Linked DNA regions of Danio rerio: region 1 is linked to region 2. Evidence: chromatin contacts called from public Micro-C data. All regions are on one chromosome and are shown on one strand. Each heading gives the region's core, a stretch centred on a gene start, on an enhancer-like site or on the middle of the called end of the contact. The rest is flanking DNA. Distances are from core to core; before and after follow the strand shown.

The links. Hi-C and Micro-C count contacts between places; a contact is called where the count stands out from the background.
Region 1: a Micro-C map of caudal fin shows a contact between it and region 2, with 5 times the contacts expected there. The contact joins the promoter of si:dkey-249p7.4 here to the promoter of lpgat1 in region 2. A contact is called at or near these places in 3 of 18 Hi-C or Micro-C datasets (caudal fin, hematopoietic stem cells and an unstated tissue) and 1 of 4 datasets of contacts at active chromatin or transcription factors (embryo).

What each region holds. Positions count from the first base shown.
Region 1 is chr20:15,189,105-15,195,224 of GRCz12tu, reverse strand. si:dkey-249p7.4 reads right to left here and starts at 2,822. Exons shown (of 4, transcript XM_003200683.7): 1 at 710-2,822. The coding sequence starts at 761.
Region 2 is chr20:15,016,589-15,023,184 of GRCz12tu, reverse strand. lpgat1 (lysophosphatidylglycerol acyltransferase 1) reads right to left here and starts at 2,491. Exons shown (of 8, transcript NM_001029958.1): 1 at 2,447-2,491; 2 at 2,066-2,318. The coding sequence starts at 2,303.

The DNA.
Region 1 (6,120 bases), core at 1,573-4,072, 170 kb before region 2:
CCATTAAAAATAAACAGGGGCTTTTTTGGCCCTACTGAAAGGGTTAAAATTACACAGCAAATTCAACTTGGAGAGTTCATTTTAACACTTTATCTGTGTACTGTATGTAATCCACACTTCACACATTTTCAAAAGTGTTAACAATTTAACACCGGCTCAAGAGTTAAATATATTTATTTCTTGTTTTATCAGTAATTCTTCATATACTTTATAAATGTAAGACATACTATGCTACACGCACATTATAAAACATTAAACCCTATTTATTGTTGGTTCAGAGCTTATAAGTTGCATAATAATCCAATACAAAACATAGTTTAACATTTAATTTTTCATGAAAAACTAAATTTTATGCTGATGTGTTAACATGTAAAGCATTAGCCCTTGTAGTCATACAGAAATATTTTGTTTTTCAAAAGTAATTAAAACTTTGCCTAAAACAGAGGAAAAGCCAAAAACATTCACATTTGGTCCATCTACATATTTATTTTATATATTTTTTTAGATTTATTAATGTGTAAGTTATGTTTAAAGTGAACTTTAAAGTTGTTCTACATTTGCTTAAAATACTACCTGATATTGACAGACCACACTTACGAGTTAGTAACCACAGCAAAAATATACTTCTGTCTAAAACATTACCTGATAAAAATAAGTTTTTAGGATAAATAGTACTTTCATTTCCGCTCCCTACTCATTATTTACTCACCCTCTGGTGTTTCCTTCAGAGTTTTCTTTCTTCTGATCAGAAAGCAAGACATTTTTGATAAAATATTCGCTGTTTGTTGAAACTGTGAAATATCGACCAACTATTACAAACCAACAAAAGATTTCTTTGAGCTGCACAGCTAAAAGTATTCCACTTGGAACGCGTTCTAAATGACGTTCTAAACATCATACTGTAACTATGGTAACAAGACACCGCAAACGCCACATAATTGAGCATAGTTAAAAGCAAATATGGTTAGATGTACAAAGCCATATTAAAGGAATAAAAGCGGGTTTAAGTGTTATTAAAAACACGTTAATTATAATTTGACATTGCCCATCCCTCGGCCCTGGAGTGCCACTTGTCCTGTAAAATTTAGCTTCAACATTCCCAACGCAGAAATATGAATAAGACCTGAATTGGGTGTTTAATTGGAACTGCAGTTGTAGGCCCGGAATATTAACGTGACATTTGCAGTAAAAAATTCAAATAGAAAGTAGATGTTAACATTATAGCAACATCTATATTTTCCAAAACAACAGAGTTATGGGACCAGATATCAATATCAAATATCAATCTGTAAACATGTTTGTTCTGTTTCATTCATTCATTCATTTATTTTCTTGTCAGCTTAGTCCGTTTATTAATCCGGGGTCCCCACAGCAGAATGAGCCGCCAACATATCCAGCACGTTTTTACGCAGCAAATCCTTCCAGCCGCAACACATCTCTGGGAAACATCCATCCATACACACACACACACACACACACACACACACACACACACACACACACACACACACACACACAGACACACACACACACACATATATACACATACACTATGGACAATTTAGCCTACCCAATTCCACCTGAATGTCTTTGGACTGTGGGGTAAACTGGAGCACCCGGAGGAAACCCACGCGAACGCAGATAGAACATGCAAACTCCACACAAAAACGCAGAGGCTCGAACCAGCGACCCAGACCTTCTTGCTGTGAGGCGACAACACTACTGCGCCACTGCGTTGCCGTTTTTTTTTTTCTATTTCAAATAAGGAAAATAAACTTGCGTTATGGATGTGGCCAAAAAAAGTGCGAGTTTGCAGTACACAACATAGAAATTCTGTAAATTGAATTGCACAACCCAAAGGAAATAATGATACATCTAAAGGATAAAAGATGGCTCCCTATAAAACAAAAATTATCGACTTTATTTTATTTGACATTTTTGGATTTATGAGGAAAAAAGTCTTCTTTGTGACATCTCTCTGTTGTTATGTAAAATTGCTGCTTTTGTGACTTCAGTAGCCTAAATCAAATATAATAGTTTGAAAACATTGACAGAGACATTTCTGAGTAGCCTATTTTAAAGCACTGTAAAATACTTAGGGCTTACAAAAAATAAATAAATAAATAAAAGCAAAATTAGAAACGGTTTCTGTATTTTGATGAAAACTTAATTTTGTCATGGCACGGTTGACATTTGCATGGCATTGCTCAACTCTTATTATATACAGTTGTAGTAAGAATTATTAGCCCCCTTTGAATTTCTTTAAATGTTTTTTTTTATTTTTAATCTTTTTTTTAAATGTTTAACAGAGCAAGGAAATTTTCACAGTATGTCTGTTAATATTCTCTGGAAAAGGTATTATTTGTTTTATTTCGACAAGAATAACAGCAGTTTTTAAATTCAAATTCAAAATTATTAGCCCCTTTAAGATATATATTTTTTCGATACAAACATTTTTCGGGCTAAAAATTCTAACTTCAACTGTATGTATATCCATAAAAATCTCCCCGTCTTTCTCCATCACATTATAATAACTTAAAAGTGTTTTATGCTCAAACTCAGGGTCGAATTTTGCATGCCGCCTTCAGCTAAATATTTCTTCGAATGTGCTTTTACAGCTGATGACCACTAGAGAGAGACTTTGACCAGTTCTGTACAGTAGATTCACACCTGCAGGTACTGTGTGTTTGATTTAAAAGATAGAGAGTAAATCAATATGTTTTGGAATGATCGTCTATGGGAATGATACACATTAGTCAGGAACTTTAAGGGACAACTTTTTAGCATAATTACTGACAATATTTTACTGTAAGCAATACACATTTCATAAACAAAAAAAAAAAGATTTTTTTGTTAAACACAAAAGAAGATATTTTAAAGAATGGTGGAATTCCACTGACTTCCATAGTAATGTCATGTTCTATTATAAACGTTAATGGTAAGCAGCTTCCAACATTTTTCAAAATCAACAAAAGTGTTCAACAAAAGAAAAAAACCACTTGAGGTAGAGTAAATCGTGATGATTTTCACTTATTAAACGTATTTTAATGTTATCGAAAAACCTTGATTTTTATCTTTTTAATGATTTATCGAAACATTATTCAGTCATTTCACACTATGAAGCATTAAGGATGTAAACATTTTCATGCATATAAATTGTCAAATTTCACAACGGATGAGTGCGGAGGGGGAATTTCCAAAAAAAACAGCGAGACAGAAAGCAGAACACGGACAGGAAGCGTCAGGTCACATGTGGAGTGTGACTGTGATTCAGAGTTGGAATGTGCATGTATAAACTAGCAACGGATATTTTACACAAGAGGTGCTGTGCTGCAATACTTGATTCTGAAAGTCGCAGAAGAAAATGACTGAGCTCATCCAGTGTGCTTTTGTTAATCAGTCCTGACACAGAGAAGGTATAATGAGCCCTGCTCTGCCCTTTCGCTGTGAGACTGAGAACACATTAGCCAAAGCAAGTAAAATATATGAGAAAAACGTGGTTTTATTAAAGGGATAGTTCACCCAAAAATGAAAATCCTCTCATTTATTCATTCTATTTTTTTGTTCCAGACCTACATTGAAATTACCATTTGCTACTTGTTTAAACTTCTTCTTTAAAATAAGTTGAAAACACAATTCTTAAGGGTTTTAAGTTTTTCATGAAACTTAATTGTTTTATGTTCAATTTGCTTAATTTTGTAAAAACATAACTTAATTTCTTCATGTTGTCCCAACACAAATTGATCGTGTGGAACCAAACATTATTTACAGTGTATTTAAGTGTTTGTTTTCTATTTAACACAAAAGAAGATATTTTGAAGAATGTTGGAAAGCAGCTGTTTTATTCAGTATGTCTTTTTTTGCAGGGGTGTCATGGTGACACAGTGGATAGCACAATCACCTCACAGCATACAAGAAGGTCGCTGGTTTGAGCCCCGGCTGGGTCAGTTGGCGTTTCTGTGGGGTTTGCATGTTGTCCTGGTGTTCACATGGGTTTCCTCCGGGTGCTCCGTTTTCCCGCACAGTCCAAAGATATGCAATATAGGTGAATTTGGTATGCTGTACATGCAAACTCTCCACAGAAATGCCAACTGGCCCAGCCCGGACTCAAACCAGTGACCTTCTTGCTGTGAGGCAATTGTGGTACCCACTGCACCACCGTGATGCCTACAGTATGTTTCAAGGGTTATTTGTGATTTGTATTTTTTTTTATTTTGTTGTATTCATAATTAAGTGTTGCATAATCTGAGAAGTATAATCTGCTTTTTACATTAAGGACTACAACAAAAACCAGTTTTGATTTTAAAACTTTGTATATATCCTTGGTGGAAAGAAAATGCCGTAAAAAATGGTTCCATAATTCTATCATGCTGTCCCAACACAAAAACAATTAGGTTCATTTTAATGGATTTAACTTAAAACATTGACTTTTTCCAAAAAGAAAAAAAGAATTGTGTTTCAGTTTATTTTAAATAATTAGTTTGAACAAGCAGTATAACATTTTTTTTTTATTTTTTTTGAGTTTGTGTATTCACTTATTTTCTGTGAAAGAAAGAGAGAGAGAATAGGGAGTGAGTAATATGACAATTTCATTTTTGGGTGAACTACACTGTTACCAATTTTTTGTATAATCTATAGTAACTTTATCCATAACATTTCAGCAGTAACTTAATGTGAATCAATTACAACAAAAATACTGTATTTATACATTTATTTTGCTGTACATGTATTGGGAGTATTGTATATCCTTACTGTAAAATACAGACCTTTTTATAAAGCAACTTGAAAATACAGTAACATACTGTACTGCTCAACTGTCCTACAGAAAAAAAACGGTTCATACTACAGTTAAATACTGTGTCATTTACATGTAAATTAACAGCGTATCCCTTTAATACAACCATATGTCATAGTTCCATACAACCACACAACCATAGTTCAGACTCTCTTCCTCCATCTGGCAAACTCTTTGCACTTGATACAAACAGTGCCACTGATACACTTTGCTCTACACTAGCATCATGTCTAGACAGATTATGTCCTCTTACATCCAGGCCAGCCCGTGCCAGTCCTCCTGCACCCTGGCTCTCGGATGCTTTGCTACATTCTTTTGCACCAAAACTGCAAAAATCAGTGCTCTGTTTTCTGCACCTACAACAAACACACACACACACACACACACACACACACACACACACACACACACACACACACACACACACACACACACACACATACTATGGCCAATTTAGCTTATTTAATTCACCTAGTGCATGTCTTTGGACTTTTGAAGAAATCTGAGAAACCGAAGGAAACCCACGCCAACACGGGGAGAACATGCAAACTCCACACAGAAATGCCAACTGACCCAGCCGGGGCCGCCCCAATAATAATAATATTAATAATTTATTATTACATAGCAGTTAAGCCACTTTTTGGCAAAATAACCCAGAATGCTGGGTTAACCTATGACAACTCAATGGGTTGGGTTAAAAATAACCCATCAGCAGGTGCCAAAACGACCCATGATCTGGGTTACCTGTTAGGTTATTATTAACCCAACAATGTTTTTAAAAAATATGAATAAATATTCCAAAATGTTGAATAGAGTAAAGTAAAAATATTATTGTAAGGGGAAAAGGAAGTGTGAGAGCAGATCATGTGAGTGATGACGGTGTTTTCCAGCATCTGCTTACATCTGCTTTTTTTTTTTTTTTTTTTTTTTTGTTAATGGCCTTTGCTCAAGGATTGATTTCATCTACAAACTAAACTTTTTATGATTCTGGACTGAACGTTTGAGCTTTAACCGATGCTGAATGATAATGGGGAGTGATTAGGAAGCCACAGAATGATAAATGTCAATGATAACGTAAAGCTGTAATAGGCTTGATTGGGAGCTTCTTCCTCAGATCTTTTTTTTTTCATACAGAGGGAAACTCTTGCACTGTAATGTAATTATATGATCATATAGTCATGACAACAGATATTTTACATATTTTATAACTTATTAAATTAAGTTATTCATGTTTCTGATTTAATGTTTTTAAGTTATACATGCTGATTTAATGTTCAAGTTAAAATGGCTACTAAGGTTACTTCAAAACTTTGCACCCTGTGTGT
Region 2 (6,596 bases), core at 1,242-3,741:
AAAAGAGTACACTCCGGGGTTCAAAAGAAATTTACTGCCAATCACACAACCATGCTTTCAGCAGCTTTAGTGTAATGCCGATTTCAGGCTGCTAATATTGCTACTCTGCTGCCAAGTATCGATATTAAAATGTATAAAAGATATGAAATAACTCACACTTTAAAAATGCTGGGATCCACGCAACTGCATCATGTTGTCCCAACATAAGTCAACTAAGTTAACCTAATTGTATTTATTTACAAATTTTATGAAATTAACGTTAAAAAAAATTGAGCTGTCCCTAAAAAAAAACTCAAGAATTGTGCTTATTCAGCTCATTTAAAATAAGTCGTTTGAAGAAGCAGCAAAAAAAAAATAATAATAATAAATAAAAAATATATATATTTTTTTTAATGCAGTCTTATACTGTCTGTTTACCGGCATAAGTAAACCCAGCTGGTAATGGAGTAATATCAACAACATATCAGAGGCACCACAATATCATTTTAACAAACGCAGTCTCCTACTTTTCTAACATTACGTAAAATAGTCAAGTTTTCTTGTGCGACTGAGCTGTTTAAATTACGGACAGATGACCCATTGAAATGGTGGAAATCTCAGGCATATGGGTACCCTCATCTGTCCAAGCTGGCATGAAGGTATTTGTGTTTCAGACATCCAACCTCCCTCAAACTTACAGGAGTCTTTCCCTCAAGCCGTTTAACTTTGCAAGACACTTCTAGATGTGATATTGTGAGTGCATGTTGTCAGTACTTTAGTCTTTCTGGGGCTACTACAACCACATAACCTGCTCGCTTTGTCAGGAAAATGCGCTCAAACCACTAAGACAAGCATATTCAAGCTTGTTTGACAGCTGTGCAACATTACAATTCCATAAAATATATGTGCAGTTAATAAAATTGTCCTCCATTTACAATTATTGTGACATATTGTGGATGGTTTTGTTTGATATATCATCTAGCACAAGATCAAATGGTGTTGTGATATATCTTTATATATTAACTTTTACTTAAAATGCAGGATGTCTAATTGTGGCATAGTCACAAAAACTTATGTACTAACTAAGGTTGACAAACTGTCTTATCCTTTGGATTGGCCCAATGTTCCAGCCCATGCACTTCCATCTTATGATTTGCATAATCAGTCTAGAGCTTCCTGTGTGCAATCAACACTATTAATACATTTGGAGCCAGCTCGCAACAAATGAAATTACCCATTAAATGCTCACAAGTAAGCAGGCGGCACATCACCTCTCCTACTCCTAGCCATTTATTAAATTGGCTTTTCAAAAAAAAAACTCGAAATAAATAAATTTCTAATGAAAAGACCAATTCAAATCGATACCTGTACCAAGCCACACCAAGCAACAGAGACCACTTCCACTCTCCGATGCATGATGGTGTAGGTTCATCAGGAGAGATGCGAGGTAAACAAAGCCCTCCCACAAGGTTGCAACCGTATTATTGTCCAAATGCACTCTATTAAGGCAAAAGAAACACGCTGGAACGGCTTAATCAAACTTGTCTCCCAAAGAAAATAAAGAAATCAATATAAACACAGGAAACCCTACAGTGCAGGAGTCAATAAAGATGAAAAACAGTCAATAGATCTGCACTCAGCAGTCAAATTTTGGCGCCACAAACAGACGCTGACTGAAATCTGGGGATATGGAAGGTTGTTTTACACAATCAGGCAGAAAAAATGAACATTTAGTGCCTAGCACTGAGGTTTAGATGCCTAGTCCAACTCTGAATAAACAGACACAAACCACACTTCCTTCTAATGAACAACCACAACAAGCTGTAAATCTCCAAAAACCATGTACCAAAAGTCATAGTACAACTTTAATTATTAACACCAGCGCCTCAAACAGTCAGACAGTGATTCATCTTTTTATGAATTGATAGAATAGGACACCATGTGCTTAGACACTTTGCAATTTAAAAGCTTACTTTAATCTGTGACATAAATAAACACTGATTGTTGAGAACTGACAAAGTTGGACCCGGAAACAGCACTCATTTAATAATTTAACAAGCAGATTGGAGGGAAATGTTGTTCTTACCTGTGTAACCTGCACACCAGCCCCAGGATGCCACCATAGCCAGTAACCACCTGAACATGACCCCTTCAATGTACCAGAATGTTTGGGCATCTAGAACTCTTAAAGGCTGCAGGACTATCAGGTAGAGGCAATAGGACGGGATCGCGACACAGTTATTGACAAACATGAAGGTGAAACGGAGCAGCGACTTGATTAAGATCCAAACCAATTTGCGGGCCACGTCCAGATGGGGAGCCATACTGTACTGTCCTGCCTGCAACAATAACAACAAATACAATCTCAATACTTCATATGATGTATGTTTAAATGAAGCTAGTAACACAAAATGAGCTGTCAAAAAACAAGAAATAAACTCTTGAAATATATAGAGGTGCAGCTTACGCATGTGAACTGATTTACTAACACGCATCCATTAACCTTTGTTATGAATGTGCCTGTTCATAGTGACACCCTATAAACTAGTTAGACTTTGATATCTGTGTCATGCAAAACAAACAACGAAAAACTTTGCTTCAAATTAAACTATCTTTCCCGATAAGCCTCTTGACCAAAGTGACCAAGTTCCACTTCAAGTTCCCACTGTCACGCACATTTCTATATTTGTCCTGGGTTAGGGTGTGTCACAATAATAAAGCGGTCAGCAATAATAAAAATAACTGTTATTATAATTATCCATAACACGAAAGATATCTCCAATCACTGAGATAACCTTTGATAGCACAACCTAGTATTGTTTCGGTTTAGCACTCTCCACCTCCGTCATTTTTGCTCATGTGGTTTTTATTCACTTGTTTTAAGGTCAGTCAGAATATTTCCGCTGAATGAAGGTGAAATGTTTAAAATAGGTGTTGAAGAGAGCGCTAACGCAGCTAGCACGCTACATACAGTATTAACTTCTGCTTCAACATCATCGCCCAATTTACTCCAAAACCTACACACTTGTCTACCAATTCAAACATGGACATGTAAATGAATTAACAAAACGTGATGTGTACAATCCCTGCAGTTAAATAAAACAGAAAGTGTGTCTGTGTACGCGCTGCTGTGTTAGCATGCTAAGCTAATGCAAACTCGGGTCATTAATTCAGTTTAACGGTCTCATCTAATCATTAAGATTTGTGTTATTTTCACATTACGTCTTTGTTTGATTGTTTGTTATCGCCATTAGTGTGTTTTCACGTTTATCTAATCTCCCATTGTCTGTCCTTCATATTAAGTGGCCGGTGTCTGGTTGATTCGGGTATTTAATGAGATTTGGACTAAAGTCCTTGACGGATCCGTTACCCGCCCGAGGTAGACCGGATCAAAACATAGATCCAGATTTATAGAAATGCTTTAAATGATATAAATGACCTGAAACAATCTGATGTCATTAATCCTCCAATCTTCACGTGAAAGTGTTTTCTCACCGTTTTCTAACGTGCAGCCTACTGGCGAAGCTGCAGAAGGTTCGGACGGACGGATGGTAGGTTCGGTCACATGTAGCGGACGGTGGTGATCGGTGAACCCGAGAGCTTGAGATCGTCTGATCCACGGCGTGACTCGGTTCCGAGTGTCCGTGTCCTGGTGGTCGGATGCATGCGCTTCAGTTACACACGCGCATGTTGCTGGAGTCACGCGGCCGAACCTCTGGATCTGCGATCTCAAATCCCCAAATCAAAGACACACGCCTGAAATCAGACTCGTTAGACTCATCTTTGTGTTCCGGATGAGGCGTGTCGGACATGCATTCACTGGGCCTCTCCTCCGGGATGAGGATGATGATGATCTTTGGCTCCGTTATTCTGGACCTCCTACAGGCCGCGGGCGCGCGCAGACTCAGTGAGTGCACGCGCACCAGTACCGACTCAACTCTTCTGCTGAAGAACAAGATGTCTAATATGAAGAAACAGACTGTATATTAAGCGCGCGCACTGTAGTATAGGATATACTAAAAAGGAAACAGATTCTAGAATCAAAATGAAACTAAAGGCTTTCAGGTGTTCACTGGTATTCAGCTGACATTTTGGTTTGAAAAGTTGGTCACTATGACCCCCATGTGGACAATTCAGAAACAGCATCTATCTATCTATCTATCTATCTATCTATCTATCTATCTATCTATCTATCTATCTATCTATCTATCTATCTATCTATCTATCTATCTATCTATCTATCTATCTATCTATCTATCTATCTATCTATCTATCTATCTATCTATCTATCTATCTATCTATCTATCTATCTATCTATCTATCTATCTATCTATCTATCTATCTATCTATCTATCTATCTATCTATCTATCTATCTATCTATCTATCTATCTATCTATCTATCTAGATTAATCAATAACAACAATATATATATATATATATATATAGGCTATATATAAAGGACATTGGCAGCAACACCAACAAAAGAGCAACAAGTCCCAACTATCAAATGCTGATAATTTTTTATCCTTCTTAACACATACAGATTGTAATGGCAGCGATAATCATAATGAGTTTTTAAGGTGGTGCAAAGAAGCTGAACTAACTGCACATCACAAAAAAAAAAACGAGAGAGATGGTAATTGTTTTTTTTTTTTTTTAAAAAAGCGTCCTTGGTTAAACCGGTGTATTTTAATGGATAATAAGTTGAAAGGGTACAGGAATATAAGTACCTTGGCACAATCGTTGATAGCACATTAAAGTTCCAGCAGAACTCAGAAGCTGTTGCTAAGAAAGTGCATCAGAGATGCATGTTCTTAGGAAACTGAACTCTTTTTGTGCAGAAAAAATATATACTTTTTATACTACCTATATTGAGAGTATTTTAAGCTTTTCCTTTTTATGCTGGTTCTCCTCACTTTCCGTTAGAGACAAAAAAATTGCCTTTAAAACTTAGTCAAGACTTGCTCCAAGATTATTGGTTTGCTTCTACGTAGTTTCATAAACAGCAAAATGCTAAGGAAAACTGAAAGAGTGATAGGAGATGATTCCCATGCTCCCATTCCCAAGCCTTTTTTCTTCTGTTGCCCTCTGGAAGAAAGTTTAGAAGCATTAAATGCTCATCTAACAGATATATATTCACCTTTGTTCATGAGGCCAAAAGGCTTTAGACCCTTACATTTTAGCAGTTTTTAGTTTAGTTTTTACATTTTTAATATTTGGGTCCTTCCTATGTTTTTTTAGTATTATTTATGAAGTTATATGAAGCATGCTGGATTGTGTTTTTTAATGTGGTTTGTTAGTGATTTGTCTCTTTATGTGTTTGTTGTATTATTAAAAGCTACTGCCCTAATTTAACTTCCCTTGGTGGGATTAATAAAGTTGTTAAATGTAAGTCCCAACTATGCGGTGCACAGCAAAGCACTTTAAAAAATAAAAAAACTTTTCTAGTGCAGATAGATAGAACATAAATTAGAAAAGAGAGTATTTGTAAAAGCCTGGATCTTGATAAAAAATTTAACTTTTTTTTTAATCTTAGTCTCCTTGAGATGACATAAAATTTTACTCAGCTTGTAAAGGGCACATACTGTACAGTAAATTCAGTAAAGGGTTGCCTTGAATCTGATACGAGCAGTTATGAAACAGGTGATATCAACAGGTGATTGGAATTGTGATGATTTAGTATACAAAAGCAGCATGCAAGAAGGTCTAGTCCTTTAAGAGAAAAGATGGGCAGAGGATCGCCAGTTTGTCAACAAATACTTAAGAATTTTATTGCAATTTTTTAAAGACAATGTTCCTCAAAGAAACATCATTAAAAGATTAAGTAATTTGGAGGAGTTTCAGTGTGTAAAGGACGAGGGTGCAAGGCTGAACAACTGTGATCTCCAATCCCTCAGTGCATCAAGAATTGTCATTCATTTATTAGCGATATCAGCACATGGGCTCAGGAATACTTTAGCAAACCTGTCTTACCACAGTACATAGTTACATCCACAAATGCCAGTCAAAAATATACTGTGCCTTAAGGAAGCTCTATGTTAACAATGTCCAGATGTGCCACTAAAATAAAAAATAACAAACTTTTCTTGCGCAGATAGATAGAAAAAAATTTACTATACAGTAAATTCAGTTAAGGATTGCCTTGAATCTGATATGAGCGGTGCTAACAAGTTCAGTTAATAAAGTTGAGGTGTGACTTGTGCTTTTTCTGGTTTATTAAAACCTCATTGATTCACACTGAATAATTTTCAGAGGTTTGATAGTCCTGGTTGACAGGCCAAAAGAGCATTGCAATAGCAAGGCCGAGAAGGACCTGATCCTTTTAATATTGTATAAGGCAAATCTGCCAGATTGGGCAGTTATGGCATTGTGGTTTGTGGAGTTCAGTCAATCACAGGTCACAACCACAAGTTTATTGGTTTTCCTGGAAGTAGTTATCGTTGATCTGCCTAGCCAGACAGAAAAACTTGAAGGTAATGGTTGTAAAGCTGTGACAAAAAAACTAAAAATAGATTCTCAATTAATAAACTAATAATTAATTAAAACAATTCTGTTTGCAGCACGTTGGGTCAGTTATTAGCACTGTTACCTCACAGCAAGAAGGTAGCTGGTTCAA